2 separate regions of the Mus musculus genome follow, and region 1 is linked to region 2. Evidence: chromatin contacts called from public Hi-C data. All regions are on one chromosome and are shown on one strand. The core of a region is the stretch at or near the end of the contact, and the rest is flanking DNA. Distances in the headings are between cores, read along the strand shown. Region 1 holds the start of Bbs9 (Bardet-Biedl syndrome 9 (human)). Region 2 holds the start of Zfp560 (zinc finger protein 560).

Evidence for each region. Hi-C and Micro-C count contacts between places; a contact is called where the count stands out from the background.
Region 1: a Hi-C map of CD4 T cells shows a contact between it and region 2, with 5 times the contacts expected there. The contact joins the promoter of Bbs9 here to the promoter of Zfp560 in region 2. A contact is called at or near these places in 2 of 39 promoter capture datasets (liver and pre-B cells) and 1 of 484 Hi-C or Micro-C datasets (CD4 T cells).

What each region holds. Positions count from the first base shown.
Region 1 is chr9:22,473,747-22,480,670 of GRCm38.p6, forward strand. It overlaps Bbs9 (Bardet-Biedl syndrome 9 (human)), which reads left to right and starts at 1,969. Exons shown (of 23, transcript NM_001360259.1): 1 at 1,969-2,309. It also overlaps the pseudogene Gm2976.
Region 2 is chr9:20,380,519-20,387,862 of GRCm38.p6, forward strand. It overlaps Zfp560 (zinc finger protein 560), which reads right to left and starts at 4,640. Exons shown (of 7, transcript NM_001004190.3): 1 at 4,499-4,640.

The sequences.
Region 1 (6,924 bases), core at 719-3,218, 2.1 Mb after region 2:
TATGAAATTCTCAAGTAATAAAAATATATTAGAAAAAAAGAATAATAATTGTCCATGGAAGAGCTGAATCTTAGCAAAGACAAAACTAGACACTTTCAGCCAAACTAAGCAAAAGAAAGAGGAGACCTCTCTAAATTATTTGCGAGTGGAGATGAAAACTGGATGCCACATGGATACTCGTGAAATTCAGAGGGATCATCAGTGTCATGTTTAAAAAGTGGATCCCAAATTAGAAAATCGAGAAGAAAAGGAGACTTCTCTAGAATCACATGATCAAAGTTCCATCAGGAGGGTGTACACAGCTGGAGTTGTACACAGCTGGAGCTGACCAGTAATAGGCAAGGGCATGGGAGCAGGAGCAGTCTCTGGAATAAACAAACCTCCAAACTAGAGGAGCACACTCTGTCATTCAATCAGATGTTAAAAATTAACATAAAATAAAATTCCCATAAAATAGGTGGCTGGAGAGATGTCTCCATGGTTAATAGCAAATAAAGCTCTTCCGTAAGACCTGAGTTCCATTCTCAGCATGTGTGTGTAGGTGCACAGTGGTCTGTAACTCAAGTTCAAGGGAATATAGTGTTCTTTTCTGCTCTCCAGAAGCACTGGGCTGCCCTCTGTAAGCACAAGGCATGCACATGGTGCATTTACATTCATGCAGGCCAAACCCTCATATGCACAGATATAATAAATAAAAGAAACAAATTTCCTCATGAAATAGAACTGGAAAGAACACTTGCAAATTCATCTTATAACGCTAACTTCATTCTGATACCAAAAACTTGGTAAGAGCACAGCAATCAACCAACCAAGACCAAAACCAAACTAAAAAAACAAACAAACAAACAAAAAAAAAAACAAAATAACAAAACCAAACAACAACAACAAAAAAACTATTATGTAGAAATTTCCCAGAAATACACATAATTTAATATCATATTTCTAAAAAAAATAAAAAATATAGGGTGAACAAACTCTGCTTCATTCGAGGCATGCCAGGACAGTCCAACAATAAATGTAATTCAATACAGAAAGATTCGGGGAGAGAAATCGCATGGTCGTCTCAGTACACACTGAAAAGGCCTTTGACAAAATTTAATATTCTATTATGATAAAAGGCCTGAAGAAAATAGTGGCCATACCCCAACGCCACGGAGCTGCAGCAGCTTGCTTTCTGATGCTTTGATAAGTACCATGACCAAAAATGGCGTGGAGAACATATTGTGCCTTTTTCATCTTACAGGTTACAGTCCACTGGTTAGGAAGTCAATTCTGGAACCCAAACAGGGCAGTGGCTGAAGTGGGTACTGTGGAGGACAGCTGCTCTCTGGTTCTCTTTCTTATATGCCCAGACCCATCAGCCTAGCCCACAGTGGGCTGGGCTCTCCCACATCACTAAGCAATCAAGAAAATGCTCTCAGACTTGCCAACCGGTTAACTAAACGGAGGGAATTTTCAGTTGAGGTCACCTCTTTCTAGGTGTATCAGGTTGACAACAAAGATTAGCCATCTAGACTATATAAATTAACCTATAACCTATATATACTACATGGGAGAAACTGTAGATATGTTTTCTAAACAAGTAATGAAACAAGGGGGTCTACACTTCACTGTTATTCAATACGGTGCTTGAAATCTTGGCTACAGCAGTTAGGCCAAGGAAAGAAAGAAAACGGATTCAAACAGGTAAACCATTTACATGCTCAGGCCTAGACACTAGGATAACACCTAAGCACAGGAGGGCGTGGTCTGTGGCACGAGAACCCCCACAGGGGCGGGACTTCCGCCGCCGATACCCTGAGGGACAGGCCTGCTTAGGTGGTTCTGAGGCGCCCAGCCCTACCCCGCCCCGTAGCCACTCTACTCCATACGGGCGACACGGGAAATCATCCCCACAGCTCGCGCTCAGCCGCTCGGACTACAACACCCAGCAAGCCCTGCGGTCCCGCGTCTGACTTGCGCAGTAGCCTCCGTTGTAAAATGCTATGACAACAGGGCGAAGGCGGTTTGGATTCAGGCTGGAGTGGGGAGGTGTCTTCCGCAGGCTGTTGTCTTGCAGCCTCACCCCTCTTACAGTCTCCCTGGTGGTTTCATCCTCTCTGTGAGCATCCGGACTTGGAGTTTTTCTCTCTTGTCACTTGTGGCTTCCGAGGGATCCATGTCGTCTCCCCTGCTTGTCTCTGGGGGATGACAAGAGGGTGCAGGGGATCTTGGGACTCACTTCACCTCCGCGGAGCTTGTGTTGCTGCTTGGCAGGATTCTGTCTGCTTGGGAACGTGGAAAACTTCGAACACAAACAAGACCAAGAGGTACTAGTGGTGTTAAGTGTTGTTTTTCCTTGCACGGCTGTTACTTCTGTTCCAGCACTGGATTCTCATCCGGAGGGAAGTCTGTGGATAGTGGGTTCGTAGCAAGGCGAGTCAAAGCCCACTTGTTGGCATCAGGTAAGAAATATCCCAGAAATTAATCTCGGATGTATAAATGCATTGGCTATGCTTGGTCAACAGGACTAACGCTCAATGCCATGTAATGGTTCGGGAGATGTAGGATGATCTCTTAATTAGAAAGGAGGCTTGCATTCAAACAAACCGCTAACACGGCGTGGGTAGATCCTATAAACACCTTTGAGCGGGGAGTGATTTTTAAGGAGTCCATGTAGCAGTCACGTGGAGTAAGAGCTTCTTTCTCCTGTGACATTTCAACAGGTCTTGTGAGCAGAGCGTCAAATCGCTGCTCAGTCTGCGGCTGAAGTGGGAGCATGTTGATGCTCTCCAGTGCTGCCTGCAATAGGATTAATGGTTATCCTTTCTCTTTCCTTTGCAGACCACAGCAGTTTAGATGGACTAAGCTGATTTTATCAGCAGCTCCTCCCAAGCAAGGTCTGCATTTGCCTTTGATTTTTCTGTATAAACGTATAGATTATTTTTTGGTATCTCACATTGTCTTTAAACATCAAATTGTGTCTAATGTGTACACATATATACATACATCTCACTTTATACACACAAATTGAAAGATACTGGAGAGAAAGTGGGGTTTTTATCTTTTCTTCCTTTCTCTTATTTTTAAAAATTTATAATGTGGCCCAAAACAGGCCTGGAACTTTCTGTATATCCTAGGCCATCTTTAAGCATATCTTGCCTCAGGTTCCCAAATGTTGTTATTACAGGTGTGTACCACCATGGAATGTATTACTGTTTGCTAACATTCCAAGAGACAAGAAGTAACTTATTAGCAATAATTGAGATTGGGTTTTGTCTTTTCTTTGGTGATGGGTTAGAATGTTATAAGAATTAAGAACAAGAGACTTTATTTTGAAAACCATTTACAAGTTATTTGTAAGAGTTTAGGGATTTAAAAATTATGTATATTGGTTGTGGTTATACCTCCCACTTATGTTTATGCTATAGTTTTAAAAGTTGATTAGATTTTAATATTTTAATATTTCAGTGCATGTATGTTGTTGGGCATGGGTACCACAGTGAAGGTGTGGAGGTTAGAGGACAACTTGCAAGAGTCAGTTCTCTGGCACCATGTGGGTCCGGTCAGGCTTGGCAGCAAGCATCTTTGTTTGCCAAGCCATCTCACTGGTCCTATGGTATAGCTTCTTGATTGAAAGGCTCTTTGCAGGAAGAAAAAAATCTACTACCAGTACTGTACAGTTTTATGCCTTTCAGATACATAGGATGTCTCCTTGCTCAGAGTGTATGTGTGTACATGTGTACCACTGAACACTCCAATCCCTTCAGGTATTTTTGAAAAGTATTGAAATATATCAAGTTATTATAAAACATGTTTGCTGATTATAACATTTATAAGGTCTGGGGGTGTAGCTCTTTCAATACCCAGTAAGACACACACTCACCTGTATACACAGGTACTTGTGCGCGCGCGCGCGCGCACACACACACACACACACACACACACACACACACACACTTTCTGATCTGCCCTTTGGTTGTCCCAGTTGAAATTGTGTGCCTATAAGACCTTGCTGTCACACCTAGATGATCACCACCACTTCTATTTCCGCATTATTTTTACTGGGTTACAACTGACTTTTATTAAATGGTTGTAGTGGCTGAACACTGGCTAAGGAAGTGCATATCTTAGAGCACTGTATTTTCCCACCACCAAGATCAGTTGATGCTAGAGCATAAGGGCTTCTCTGAGGGTGTGCGGTTGAGACGTCACATTAGGAAGTGAACACAGGTCTATCTGACCACTACTCCTGTGCCTTTCACGTCAGCTGAAAACTCCAATACAAGCCCTTGTCATAATGGGTTTTTTTTTTTTTTTTTTTGGAGTGGTGGTTCAAGACAGGGTTTTTCTGTGTAGCTCCAGCTCTCCTGGAACTCACTCTGTAGACCAGGCTGGCCTCGAACTCAAAGATCTGCTTGCTTCTGCATCCACAGTGTTGAGATTAAAGGCATTCACCACCACTGCTTGGCTGTCATATTGCTTTCAAAGAAATATTTGTTTAATTTTACATGACTGTACCATTGTCCTGGACCAGACAACCCAATTGCTATTTCCTGAAATTTAATGACAGAAACATTATTTGGAGAAAGTTCCATATGTGAACAACAGCAGTTTTAGGACAACTTCCTGATTTCAGAGCCTGCCTCAGACTTTCGGGTTGTTCCCACTGCATTCTGTGGCCATTGATATTACTCAGTTCTACATGTGTGAGTCTGGTTTAGTGAGGGTTGAAACTGCCTGTCTCATACATAAAACTTAAGTATAAGTAAGTGACCACGTGGGCAGATTTCTTACCTTCTCTGTGGTCAGGGATAACCAAATAATGGTATCTTTGTGCTCTGTAGAGTAAAAAAAAATTTTCCTTTAAAATTACATTTATTGATTTATGGTGTGTGTGTGTGTGTGTGTGTGTGTGTGTGTAGAGGTCAGAGTATACCTTTGGAGTTGGTTCTCCTTCTACCATGTTGGTCCCAAGGATTGAACTCAGTTTGTCAGTTGGGGACCCACATACAGAAAGAGAGAACCAACTTCCACAAGTTGTCCTCTGTCCGCCACAGGTGTGCCATGGCGCAAGCCTCTCTCAAATGTGATAAAATATCCTTTAAAAAGAAAAACTAGTGATGTAGGTGTGGTGGAGGATTTTTGTAATCCCAGCCTTGAGAAAAACCAAGGCAAGAACATTCTGAGTTCACAGCCCGCCTTGTCACAGAGCAAGTTCTGGGCCAGCTCACGCAACATAGGAGACCTTGTCTCAAAAACCAAAAACCAGACAAAAAAGCAAAAGAAATGAAAACCCTGTACTGACACATGCCTTTTTTCATTTCCCCAGACCTTAAATTTTACAGCACTATTAGTGTGTACTGAAATAAGGGTCTGAAACCCGGACAGCGCATGCGCAGAAGCAAGGTTTGTCATTGGCTGAGGGATTTAACTGCAGCTGTCCTATAGCATGCTGGGACGAGGCACCTCGCCACAGTCTTGGGTGGTCTGCCTTTTCTCTGGATGCTTTTCTTTCTCAACTCCAATGCACCAAACCTGTATTCAAATCTCTTGCTAAATTCCAACTCTGCTTGGAAAGCAAGACAAGTCCGAAACAGAACGGGAGGACTACTTGATTAACGGATACTTCCGGCTGTGTAAGAGCTTTGATGCAAACAAAATGAATTCCTCCAAGCTTTGGAATAACCATTAGGTCCTAGGAGAAAGAAGGGCAAGGTGGAGCTGTGATGGAGGGAATGCTCACTTAGGTTGCCAGGCATGAGCTGAGCATCTTCGCATCCAGAACTCAGAGAGCTTCCAAATCTGAAACCTTAGAGTCCTGATGTGACGCCACGCGTGGGGCGTCCACGCCTACCTCGTCTGACAGGTTATAGTCAAAACTCAGAAACACTCTGCATATAATCACACTCAGGCCATGTGTAGAAGATGCTTATGGGATATATGTGAATTTAGTGTTTAAAGTTGGCTCTTCTCTAAGACATTACATATGCAAATATTCCAAAGTCTGAAATCCAGAATGGCTGGCCCTAGGCTTCCTGGGCTGGGGAGACTCACTGTCCAGTAAATTGGACCTTCTAATACTGCATGGAGCATGCAGCTCGGTCATCTGGGCGTGATGTTTGAAGGGGACAGGCGTGTGCATTTCTAAAAGCTCCGGGGTACCAACACTTTGAGTCTCAAGACATTCCCAGATGTTTGAGCAGGTGATAAAGTAGAGCACCCCCATCTTTCGACACAGGGCAGGTAGGAAAACCACCAGCTCAATGGGGTCTACATCATGGGCAATCACCACCAGCTGAGCCTTCTTGTTCTCCACCAAGGTGGTGACTGTATTGACTCCTGCTCAGTGGACAGGTGGTCTCTTAGTTGGGACGTTGCCTTTGCCAGCAGTTTTCCTCTCATCACGGGCCAGTAGCCTTTGCTTCTTTTCTTGCTTTGTCTCTGGCCTGTACTTGTGGGCAAGCTTAAGCAGCAGAGTAGCTGTCTGCCTGTCCAGCGCCTGGGTGAACTGGTTAATGGTAGGAGGGACTTTGAGCCGCTTGTAGAGGATGGCTCTTTGCCCCTGCAGCCTGATGTAGTGGGGCCATTTGACAAAGCGTGTTAGATCTCTTTTGGGCTGGATGTCCTGCCCAATGTCGAAGTTCTTGGGCCTCTTCTCGAACAGAGGGTTGACCACCTTCTTGGCCTCCTGCTTCTTGATGACGGCGGGGGCTGGGGCCACCTTCTTCCCCTTGGCCTTCTTCCCTTTGGGCGTCTTGCTTGGCTGCTGGAGCACCATTCTTTATTGTAGCAATCTGCAAAAGCCTGTTCTTTACTGGTTTTCTTTTATTTTGTAGCTCATGCTGATCCCAAATTTATAATCCCCCTGTCTCAACTTCCCAGATGCTGTCACTGTTGGTGTCTATCACTATGTTTCCACTATGATAAAGGTTTTCAAGGGCA
Region 2 (7,344 bases), core at 3,390-5,889:
TTAGAGATGGGAAAGAGAGGACAAAAGAGAAGGAGGAAAATGGAGGAAGAGAATGACAATCCAGATTCCATGTGGCTTTAAATAGCCACAGGTAGCTATGAATATCATAAAAGAATAGAATAATTGGGATAACTTGTCTAATCTAAATATGCAGTTTGTATCATTATCAATTGGCTCTAAAATTATTACGTGGGCATCTTGTGAATTGAAAATTTATTGACATATAAAAGTGACTGATAATTATAAGCTTCTAGAGTTTTGATTTACTGGGTTAAGGGGATTTGTGACGACTAGCTGCAGGTGGAGGATGGCTAGGGAGGTACAAGGGACTCTGAGACAGGCAAACTGGAGCTGGGAAGACCACCGTCTGGGGCTAGCCATGGAGGCAGCAAGATGAAGATAGGGGGTTAGGGGAAGAATAGGGGTATAGCGTGGGGTGGGGCCATTTTTAATATTTCCTGTAACAGGCAGAAGCTGGAAACAACCCAGATGTCCCTCAATGGAGGAATGAATACAGAAAATTTGGTATATTGACACAATGGAATACTTCTCAGCTATTAAAAACAATTACTTCAAGAAATTCGCAGGCAAATGGATGGATCTAGAAGATATCATCCTGAGTGAGGTAACTCAATCACAAAAGAACAAACATGGTATGTACTCACTGATAAGTGTATATTAGGCAAAGAGCGTGGAAAACCCACAATATAACTCACAGACCACATGAAGCTCAAGAGAAAGGAAGACCAAAGAGTGGATGCTTTAGTCCTACTTAGAAGGGAGAACAAAAAGATCAAGGTAGAGGGTGGGAAGGACTTGGGAAGAAGAGAGGAGGGGGGGTAAAAAGAGGGGAAGAATCAGGTATGGGAAGAGATGGAAGAGACATACAGAGGGTCAGGAAATTAAATAAAGGTGTGTAGCAATGGGGGATGGGGAACTGGGGGTAGCAACCAGAAAGCCCCAGCTGCCAGGAAAATAAGAGCCACCCAGGACCCCTCAGAGATGACATTAGCTGAAATACCCAACAAAGGAGAGGGAGAACCCGTCAAGACCATATCCAGAGGTTAGGCACACACACACCCCTTGAGGGATGGGGCCACCCACCCATCTCAAAATTTTTAACCCAGAATTGCTCCTGTCTAAAGGAAATACTGGGACAAAGAGTGGAGTAGAGACTGAATAAAAGGCCATCCAGAGACTGTGCCACATGGTGATCCATCCCACATGCAGACACCAAACCCAGACACTATTGTGGATGCCAAGAAGTACTGACATGAGCCTGATACAGCTGTCTCCTGAGAGGCTCTACCAGATCTTGACCAATACAGATGCGGATGCTCACAGCTAACCATCAACTGAGCACAGGAAACTCAAATGGAGGAGTTAGGGGAAGGACTGAAGGAGTTGAAGGGGCCTTATCTGGCATCAATGGGAGGAGAGGCCCTTGGTTCTGTGAAGGCTTAATGCCCCAATGTAGAGGAATGCTAGGGTGGTGAGGAATAAGTTGGGGGAGGGAGCACTCTCATAGAAGCAAGGTAAGGGGAGATGGGAAAGGGGGTTTTCCCCAGAGGGGAAACCAGGAAAGGGGATAACATTTGAAATGTAAGTAAATATCCAATTTTTTAAAAACGAATAAAAAGAAGAAACATTTAAAAAGAAACTTTAAAAGGAAAGTAGTTACTAATGACTGCTGTCTGCTGTACCAGGAAACTCCAAGAGCTGTGTGCAGCTACCCATGAAGAACAGGCTGGGTAAAAACTATAAGGAAATATGCCTTTACTTTGTGTTTAGTTTCTGTTTTAAGGAAGCGTGGACTTGGACTAATTATTCAGGATTCATAAAAATTATGTAAATTTAAGTATTTTTTTTTAAAGTTAACAATGGTCAAAGCTTTGATGATGTAGCTTCAGTATATAAAAGACTGGGTTCAGGCTCTCTGTCAAGAGAAGGCAAAAGAATAAAAAGGAAGAAGGAAAAAGAATGAGAAGAATGAAGCATGAATATATGTGATGCTCATACATACATGTAGGCAAAACACTCATATGCAAAAATAAAAACAAATAAAATCCTTACAAATAAAGACAAAAAAGATTTCTAATGTTCCTAACACAAAAGAAACATGTTTGAGGCTGCAGACAAGCCAACTATCCTCATCTGGTCATTACACTTGTACAAATGCTGCTCAAATAGTGCATCATACACAAAAATATGCAATCCCTAAGTATCAAGAAAAATAGTAAATAAAATCAGTTAGTAAATATTATAAATAAATAGCAATGGCATGTATCTCCAGGTACCAACAATTCTTTCTTCTTGGTATTTAACAAGACAAGTTCTTAAATGGCCTATATAAGCCCCCACTCTACACAGACACCATCAACCTAAAGGGAGTTGAAATATACACAAACTGAGAGCAACAGTGTTCTCAATTTCAAGTTCTTCATTTAAATCCTCAAATGGTACTTTTATATGCCAGGTCATATACATCGCCACTTGATTCAGATTAAGGGGACAGGGATGTATCTTTATGATTTAGCTCTTGCTAAAACATATCAGTTAAAAATGCATGAGTTCAGTCAATCTTGCTTTTAGATTAAAGCTATGCCTGGGGAATCCCACTAAATTGAAACATCTCAAGCTAATGAATAAATACAGAAGAAAACAATACACAGGCTTTACTTGAACTTTATCCTTGCTTAGATTTCTCACAGTCATAGTGTTTACTGTAGAAAAGCATTCCATTTTGGCCTTAAACCTTCTAATATAGGAGACAGTAAAATAAAATCAAAGATATTCCTACTTGTTGGCTTGATAAAATGGTCGCATAGATCCCTAGTTAAAACAACTAAGAGAGACAATACACAAAAATAGGGAGCTTAGGGTTAAATTTTATATTAAAAACAATTCTAGGAGGGTGATTATCTATCTCTATTGTTTCTCCATCTGTGGCCAACTTTGCTTGCTGAAATCCAAATATTAAAGGGCATCTATTAACATCTTACTATAACCTTGATTTGCTGGTACCACCACCTAGCCCCCTAGAAGCAATACTCGTGAAATTACTGATTCCATACATTCGACATCTGGTAATTACTGAACTCCAATAAATTCTGTAGTGTCTACTTCAATAGCTTCTCAGCAGAGTTTGCTTCCACCTCCAAAGTGAAATAGTACTCATTTTCCAGGTGACCTAACAGAACTGTCATCAAGCACTATCATTGCAAGCAAGAGCGCTGCGGCGAGACCCAACTTCTTCAGGAACACGAGTGTAACATTACACTGGCGAGTTAATAATCTAAAGTAAAGGGCATCAGAGGGGCTGAGAAACTCCTGACTCAGCATACTGACTAGAAAGCCAACACTGAAGAGAACATGATCTGCAGTCAGGAGCCAGGGAAAACCTTACAAAAACACTCAACATATGATAAAGCAACTACTGGCATGTCTCCGTCCTAAGACTACAAAGAACAAACATACAGATGAAATTTCCAGTCTCTTTTCTGCCCTCTCAAACCCCAAGCCCCTCGACACACACTCTCCACCTTCCCAGGAAAGGACAACCTCCTTCTGCTGAGGTCTCCTCTCTCTTTCATTATCATACTGCCTCTGTCAATCCTAACAAACAAGAACAATGATCTCCAAAGAGACTCAGGTGACACACTGAAAAAGGCAGTCCCAACACTCGCTAATACTTTAGGAAGAGGGAGAGATGACTATTTCCCACTCCCTTCAGCATCACTAACTCCAACATCTAGTATTTTTGGATTAAATCGCCATTTTTTTCTTTATTTTACCTATTACCATACAAAGACAGGAAAAATATAGCCCTCAACTTTGAGTCTTCATCAATTTGCAGTCTCATATTTATTTCCTTTATTAAATATTAAGCTTCTCCAATTGCTACAAGCTGCCCAAGAATATAGGCTGAATTTTGTCGCTTTGCCATAACCAACTATCCACATATACAAGAAATGACCAAATAAAACACCCATAAATAAATAAATAAAAACACTAATAAGTCATGTAACCACTTCCACAATGGAACATGTTATTTTGGGGAAACACATATTTTTCTGGTCATTGTCATTATTTGGTTCAGGATCAACTTTTATTTCCTTTAAGGCCAGAGCTATTTTTTTTTTCCATCAACACAACTCACCCAAACATTTTTTGCAGAAATAAATCAACCCGAATACTTCAATAGTCTCCACCCATTCCTCCTACAGGTCCTTGTTTTGAATCCTGTAGGTAGGGCCTAAGAAATTCCGCTACAATGAGTGAATACTGGTTTAAGGTTTTGTTTGTTGTTTTTTGTTTTTCCAGTACACACGCGTTTACAAGCACACCGACAACTAAAGAGATGGCTTTCTACCCAAATGTAACTAAGTGTTGGAAACAAATAAGGGACGTGCGAAGAGGATGCCGTATTTCTGACGACACACGCGTTTGTAAATACAAGGTGGCAAAGCCCTCTCAACAGCTTTCACCTCGCACTCACCTGAACTCGCCAATTCCTGAAAATAAAGACAGAGAACCAAGCGCGCAGCGGAGGTTCCGGCCGCGCTGGCCCGCACAGCCCGAGGAAGTGCAGCCGCCGAGGGGCGGACCCCGCCTCTGAGGAACAAAGGAGCTTCACACCCTAGAGCTCGCGCCGGAAGAGTCGGAAGGTAACACCGCCAACGGCACTTCCGCTCCCGGCCTGGGGCTGCAGGACCAGTTCCGACCACTGCGCGGGCTGTTTGGAAGACGTTCAGAGCAAGAATTTATTTAGTGTCGCCAGCGTCTCATACAAGTTGACGACCACAGAGATGGAAAAAGAACTCTGCAACCAAGGGCTGGAGCGTAAGAGACTGCGGAGGGCGGCTGATGTCACTGCTGTTTTCTTCGACTTAAGTGTCCTCCGGCTTCGGGCGCTTCAGTTTACCCTGAGTTTACGCCCCTTCAGGCAGGGCAGTTACCGATTCCTGCCCCAAGAGTGGCTTTACCCCAACTCGATTTAGAGACTGCTGGCCTGACAACCAGACCAACGACTGGAGTTGTGCCCGTGTGGACACAGGACAGACCTGTCAAAGCGCACACGTCACCCAGTGTTGCTCCTGTTAGGTTTGTGAGCCTTAATGCACCCACTTAAGTATCCAGGTACTTGTGTCTCTAGTCACAGAATTAGACGAGAAACACGCCTTTCGAAGTAAAGACAGTTTATTACGAAAAGGAAAGTAGGGTGGATGAGATGGCTCACAGAGTAAAGAAGCTTGCCTCCAAGCCTGATGATAACCTCAGTTCAAGACCCGATGAGCGAGCCGAACTTCCACAAGTTGTCCTCAGGCCGGCACACGTGCACCTGCACTCTTAACCACATTATACAAAATAATAACTAAAAGAAAATTGGGACCAGGCATAGTGACCCACACTTTTTTTATTAGATATTTACTTTATTTACATTTCAAATGTCCCCTTTCTTGCTTTCCCCTCCGAAAACCCCCTATCCTTTCTCCCCTCCCCCTGCTCACCAACCCACCCACACCTGCTTCCTGGCCCTGGCATTCCCTAAACTGGGGCATAGAACCTTCACAGGACAAAGGGCCTCTCCTCCTATTGCTGACCAACTAGGCCATCCTCTGCTACATATGCAGCTGGAGCCATGAGTTCCACCATGGGTACTCTTTGGTTGGTGGTTTAGTCCCTGGGAGCTCTGGGGGTACTGGTTAGTTCATATTGTTATTCCTCCTATAGGGCTGGAAACCCCTTCATCTCCTTGGGTCCTTTCTCTAGCTCCTTCATTGGGGACCGGACTCTTTTGAGACCCACACTTTTTTAAATTCAGAGTTTGCAAGAGTCGGAAACAGTGTGAGTTGAGTCCAGTCAAGTCTACATAAATAGTTTCAAACTAGTCAGGAATATAGGGTCACACACAAGAGAAAGAAAGGAAGGAAAGGGCTTAAAGGGGGTGAGGAGCACTCTTGAGAATGGGAGTGGTCTAGAGAGCAAAGAGCCTAGAAAATGAAATCTGTTCCTTATGACCCTTATCATGACATTTATATAGTACCTGCCACTCCTAAGTATGTGAGGGCTTCTTTTGAGCATGCTTCATATATGTTGTACATGTTATATAAAAAGACTTCCATGAGGAAGTCTTTTTCTGCCAACTGGCTTTTATATGTTTAATATTACTGTAACTCTTACAGTCTCTCCTGTCACTACATTCTTCTAGTGACTGTATGTTCCTAGATCTTTACTAAAGCAGAATAGAAAGATGAAAATTTGGGGGGACATGAGTAGGAAAAGCCTGAAAAAGTAGGTTTATCTTCTTGTTCCTGCTAATAGACTCAGAATAAACTGTAGACTCTGGGGAAGGGGAGTGTCTTACTACTTTGGCTTTGCTAAATGTTGTTGTTTGTTAATTTTTCTTTCTAAATGTTTGTACCCATATATTGATGCTCCTCTCAACCCTGGCCTTTCACTCACCACCCCCAGTGGGCAGTGGGTAATGCAGAGACTTATAATAGATCAAAGTGCTAAGAATAAGCGACTCTTCAGTTCTCGGCCTTAAATAGGAAATCAGTATCCTTCTTTCCAAGGCCCATGAAACATCGAGGAAACAAGGGTTAAATGAATATAAACTGGAGGATGGAAAGGAGTATTGTGAACACTGTGTTCTAGACATGACCAAAACACCCATGAGCTCCTAAGAGCAATGGCTGGGCACATCAACTGGAAAGACACAGGATGTCCTACAGGAAAAGTTCTTTAAGTCACAGGTTATTTACTAAGAGGTGAAATATTCTGTCCTGCAGGGAAGTTCCTTAAGCTCAGGAAGTAAACAACTCAGGGGCATCAGGAAGTTCCTGAAATAGATCAGATTCACTAGGTCCCTTCTTTTCCAAGTGTGTATTAGCAGTAAGGACTACTAAGAGATAATCTCAAGCTGGGCTGCCTAGAAGAGGCTCATGCCAGGTGAGCAGCCTGGAAGAAACAGAGATTAACCATGCTGCCTAGAAGAGACTTATGATACCCTACCTAGAAGGGACATTCTTTAGCCTGTTACTCAGCCTGCAGGCTGTGCAGTATGCCCCAGGTTCCCAGCATTTGTGAGCCATCATCCATGTTGGGGTGGGCTTTGGTGGGATAGCTATCTTGGAGTTATTTCCACTCCTATAAGTAACACTTCACCAATGTTCTTGTAAATGACCCAAATAAAACTCATTTGTTCACAAATTTGTACTTTGGTGGTATTTATGATTTGGTATGTCATCACTTCCCTGTCAGGTATAAATAGATGTTCATGTCTCTTCAGGAACAGGGTCACACAACTCATGAGACCCACACCTCGCCCTGAAGAGCCAT